Linked DNA regions of Xenopus laevis: region 2 is linked to region 1. A link is a contact called in public Hi-C data. All regions are on one chromosome and are shown on one strand. The core of a region is the stretch at or near the end of the contact, and the rest is flanking DNA. Distances in the headings are between cores, read along the strand shown. Region 1 holds the start of mbtps2.L (membrane-bound transcription factor site-2 protease). Region 2 overlaps sms.L (spermine synthase).

Region 1 (2,771 bases), core at 79-2,578:
GTTTGTGATGTATTTAACTTCATAAGTTCTACGTATGTGATTTAGCTGTATAAACACATTTACTTTATAGTGCTGCGAAATATGTTGGGGCTCTATAAATACATGTTAATAATAATAGTATAAGGATCAAATACTGGTGAGATGAGGTGATATTTACAAAAGACCATAAGGGATTGATGCTCTTTTTGACCATTGCTACAATGCATTTTAAAATGTGGTTGACGTGACGTTAAGGCACTACTACTGCTCCAGTGGTAAATTAGGAAAGCAACTGCAGCCATTCTTCATACCCTTAAAATTACAGGAGAGCTCAGCTGATGCAGAATTATATGCCGTTACGGAGTTCCATTATATATACACCGTGCAATAGTTAAATCGTTTTCATATTGATAGCTGGAGCTGAATGACATTTTTTTCATCTATATTGTAATAGAGTTATTTCCACACCAGACAGCAAACATTTATCACAGAATAACATTTATAAATTGTGTCAGATATGTCTGGCTAGATATAAAAGAGGGCTCTGTTGTAAAGTGCAAAGGCTGGGGTCCTAAAGGTGGCATTATATAAAGGTGATGGGCAAACTGTTTTTCTCAGCATTCTACTGGCACCTATTTGCACTTTAACAATAGATGGAGGACTGCAGGTTGCCGGTTGGGCATCCTTTAATGGGGTGGTTCAAATGTTATAGAGTTGCTAATTTTAAGCAACTTTTCAATTGGTCTTCATTTTTTATTTATTTTTTCTAATTATTTGTCTTTTTCTTCTGACTCGTTTTAGCTTTCAAATGGGGGTCATATCTATCTATCTATCTATCTATCTATCTATCTATCTATCTATCTATCTATCTATCTATCTATCTATCTATCTATCTATCTATATATAGTAACATTTTGCAACCTCTATTATGCAGTGTACAACCTTTGTGCCGGTATCTACTTCCCTCCACACTTGAGTTTACTATGAGGCAAAAATACCCTGATTTCAAGCGCTGTAATAAACCTAATGTTATGTTAATAACTCAATGGCCCTTTGGGCGCCCTAATCTCCATTGGTTCCTTCCCCATCAGTCGCAGTCACAGAGTCTGCATCCTCTATAGCTAATGTTGTTATTAGCAGGTAGATGGCAAACTGTTGCTAGATTCCAGCACATATCAGAATTTATTCTTTATTAACCATAAATAATACAAGACTTGCAAAATACATCCGCTTTCTTACAAACGGATACAGTAGCAGTCACTTGTATTTATATTAGGCTGAGGCTGGCTTAGCCTGAACATTCTCTTCCGCCAGTAACAAACATGGAAGAATGCGGTTTTCGCTGACAGCCAATAAGAGAAGCATTCTGATAGGTACTATGTCCGGAAACGTCCCATGTGGAACAAACACATAGATCAGGAGGATACCGGGAGTTATTCGTTCCGCTGCTATAGAATTTGAATATTCTCAATGGCTCTGCTTCTGGTTCTTCCGCAATGATTCCGATATCGCTGGTTGTGGTGGTTCTCGGGGGATGGTGCGCAATTTACTTGGCTGACACCTTTCTGACGGTGAGGCATTTAAAGGCCGGACTGTTCCACGTATAATGAGAGGCGGGGAGGTATTCATGGTGTCACACGCGGGTTTATCAACTTTAGGGTGACAACAGTGCAAAAGGCTAAATACCTCCTCCTCATGGACAATTGTCATCACCGAAATGTGCTTCCTTGGGGGCAGACTGGCAGTTGACCCCATGAAGTCTATGGACAAGTATATAGTCTATGGACAAGTATATAATCAAGTATATAGTATATGGACAAGTATATAGTCAAGTGTATAGTCTATGGACAAGTATATAATCAAGTATATAGTTTATGGACAAGTATATAGTCAATTGTATAGTCTATGTACAAGTATATAGTCAAGTATGGACAAGTATATAATTAAGTATATAGTCTATGGACAAGTATATAGTCTATGAACAAGTATATAGTCTATGGACAAGTATATAATCAAGTAGATAGTTTATGGACAAGTATATAATCAAGTAGATAGTCTATGGACAAGTATATAATCAAGTATATAGTTTATGGACAAGTATATAGTCAAGTGTATAGTCTATGGACAAGTATATAGTCTATGAACAAGTATATAGTTTATGGACAAGTATATAGTCAAGTGTATAGTCTATGGACAAGTATATAATCAAGTATATAGTTTATGGACAAGTATATAATCAAGTATATAGTCTATGGACAAGTATATAGTCTATGGACAAGTGTTTCATGAACCTGCTGGCTGTTATTTTCCTACATCTGACTTATTTGGAAAATCTGGTAGTTGCAGTTTAGCAACATTAGGCAACTTCATTCTAGGGGACTGTACCTCACTCCTTCATATCCAAACACACATCGTGGCTATGGTGGGCCCCTGGCACTGGCAGAGATGGCTTTTATGTACTGACCTCATGCCATTAGGGTGATCATTTTTAACTTTAAAATGACAGTGTCCAGTTTAGGTCTTGCTTATTAGAACATGTGTACCTGAACCTTATCCATTCTGGTCCCTCCCAGTAATAAGGCCTTAGTTGTTGGGGCTGCATGTGTGCTCATACCTCCTCCATGATCTTTCAGGCCTCCTCCTGCGTGCATTCTTCCCCTTACACTAATGCTCTCTCTGAACCCAACTTTAAAAGTGCAATCTTATGGTAAGTGATCCGGGTAATGGTGGATGATGAAGACTAGGTGACAGATAATGGAGTAAGGAGCATGGAGGTCAGAGAAGTGCTGACA
Region 2 (2,771 bases), core at 140-2,639, 73 kb after region 1:
TTATTGGCACATTCCTTTAAAACAAAATGCGACTTTTCACATTTGTAAGTCAGATATTCAGAACTGAAACATGCTGCAGCAGTATATTGTCCCTGCTCCCACAGGCCAATACTCAACCATTCACTAATGCTTTCAGTGAAGCCACTAGTGACAGTTTGACACTGTCTTGCTTAATTTCAGAGGCCAACAATGATCTAGGTTAGAAGAATAGAAGGCACAGAAAAAAGGTGCTTCAGAGATCCATAAACAGCAGTGCAAGGAAAGTCATTCTTTATTGAGCATTTATGGTGGAAATAAAGGAGGTCTAGTCAGTTTATATTCTGTTTATTGTCAAAATTGCAGAAAGCCGTCAAGGTGCAAGCATTTCTAATAGGCTAGTAAGGTCTGAATGCCCAAGCTCTGTATAGTGATTATATTCCCTGGATTTCTTAACCTCTTGTGCCCCCTTGTGGTGAAACCTCTATAGTTTTAGATTTTTTTATGTGGAACTGGAATATTATTGGATGCCTACTGAAAAAAGAAGAATATCCTATTTGATAAAGGAACTGTGATTTTTCTGACAGCTTGCCAAAGCAAGCATTCTCAAGATCTCCCTTCATTACAGTAGAACCCCCATTTCACGTTTTTCAGGGGACCAGAAAAAAATGGTGTAAAATCCGGGAAAATGTAAAATCAGGGAAATATATTATGCATAATATATAGGTGGGAGCGCAAAACAGCAATGTAAAATGAGGGAATGTACTTATTTCCACTGGACATAAGCGTTGGCAGGTGGAGAACAGAGTTAAACCACCAGGTCACTTGAAATAGCTGTAGCAACTTTGATCTTGACTTTGCCGTGAATGGTATCATCACGAAACATGGAAGTGGAGTTCGGGTTGGCACCTGACCTGTCATAATGATGCATTACAACAATGTTATTATAGCAAAGATAAATTTCACATATAGGACAGCCAATATTTGTTTTTGGTGAAAACATGTCAACCCTAAGTAAAACCAGGTCAATGATACAATGTAAAATGGAGCCACATGATGGTGGCACACAATAAAGACACACGGTGACTTTTGGGTGGCATCAGTGCTTGTTAAGTTGTTAATTGATTGTGGTGATTGTAGTGTATGAATTACCTTAGCAGCTTCATTCACCATCTGCATCCTTTTGTATCAGTTCTCAGGGCTGGAACTAGGGGTAGGCAGAGTAGGCACGTGCCTAGGGCGCAAAACTGGGGGGGTTGCCTACCCCTTGTCCGGTCCCCTCACTTCCTGTCTTCTTGCGCTTCCGCGCATTCGCACACATCGTTTGACGCTTCTGCGCACGAACACCGCGTCAGTGCACGCATGCGCGCCGGTGTCAACCGGACAGCTTCAATTCGCGCATGCACGCGCTCAGCCGGCGCCGCGGCTGGCCAGGTTGCCTAGGTCGCCTGCCCGGTCTGGCCCGGCTCTGTCTGTTCTATACAAACGTATAGTCTCAGAGAAAAATAGTGGTGTAATAGGACTTCAGTCGTGCTGCTTTTGTCTAATGACTTTACAGTAAACTATAGCATGCAGAGTCCTATACAACTTTTTATATCAAATGCATGTGTTGGTCTTTATATATTGGTTCCTTTAAATGCATAGACATTATAATAAGAATAAGGATTTCTCTTTTTTTTTTTCTTTTATGTGTTTTTTCTCTCTTACAGATTACCAGCTCTTGTTCGAGGTGCCCCGGTAGACAGATACTGGCCCACTGCTGACGGACGCCTGGTTGAGTACGACATAGATGAAGTTGTTTACAGTAAAGAATCGCCTTATCAGAATATAAAAATAATGCACTCAAAGCAGTTTGGAAATATTCTTATTCTCAATGGAGATGTTAGTAAGTACAGCGCAGAAATTATACACAAAAGCAAATGGTAACTCACTGGATGTAAAATGAATATTAAGCGTAAACTACACTAACAGATATGTAATTTAATTTTTGGTAAAGACTGTACAGGTATTGGATACGTTATCCGGAAACCCTTTATCCAGAAATCTCTCATCTCCCAACTCCATTTTATCCAAATAACCCACATTTTTAAAAATTATTAAATTGTTCTTTATAATAATAAAACAGTAGCTTGTACTTGATCCCAACTAAGATATAATTAATCCTTAATGGAAGCAAAACCAGCCTATTGGGTTTATTTAATGTTTAAATGATTCTCCAGTAGACTTAAGGTATAAAGAAGTCCCTGATCATTCTGGATAACAGGTCCCATACCTTTATCAGCAATAGAGGAAACAATTAGCTAAAAGGCAACATTTGCATCCAATCAAACACTTGTCACAAAGTTATACACTCTTCTCTATCTATCTATTATGATCTGCATGGCGTCGAAGATGGGTGATCCTCCCATACCTGAGACATGCTGTGTTCTATGGCTTTGTACAGAACTACTGACTTCAATATATGAGCCAATGCTGCTAATTTTGGGGTCTCTTGGTAGACCTTTAAGTCCTCTAAATTAAGCAGTTGACTTTTATAAGATATATATTTATTATACTCACTTTAATGTTGCAATGCCTGTTCCCTGTCTTTATTCTGCAAATCCCATATTAGACACTTAAAGGCACATTTAGGAAAATTTAAGAATTGCCACAGTTTTCGTCACTTTGAAATGGCAAACCCCATCCCATGCCTTAAAGAGGTTGTTCTCCTTTGAGATCACTTTTATTATGATGTAGAGAATGATATTGTGACACAATTTGCAATTGGTTTTCATTTTTTATTATTTGTGGCTTTT

Evidence for each region. A called contact is a pair of places that touch in the nucleus more often than the background predicts.
Region 2: a contact with region 1 is called in a Hi-C map of the XL177 cell line, with 3 times the contacts expected there. The contact joins the enhancer-like site here to the promoter of mbtps2.L in region 1. A contact is called at or near these places in 2 of 4 Hi-C or Micro-C datasets (the XL177 cell line and the XTC cell line).

What each region holds. Positions count from the first base shown.
Region 1 is chr2L:45,030,547-45,033,317 of Xenopus_laevis_v10.1, forward strand. It overlaps mbtps2.L (membrane-bound transcription factor site-2 protease), which reads left to right and starts at 1,329. Exons shown (of 11, transcript XM_018246260.2): 1 at 1,329-1,550. The coding sequence starts at 1,476.
Region 2 is chr2L:45,103,227-45,105,997 of Xenopus_laevis_v10.1, forward strand. sms.L (spermine synthase) reads left to right here. Exons shown (of 11, transcript XM_018246263.2): 5 at 1,686-1,861. Among protein-coding and RNA genes, the nearest start is that of sms.L, 26 kb to the left of the region's middle. Within about 2 kb of position 1,390, at least 1 of the 7 cell types and tissues checked has an H3K27ac peak or open chromatin away from gene starts, as enhancers often do.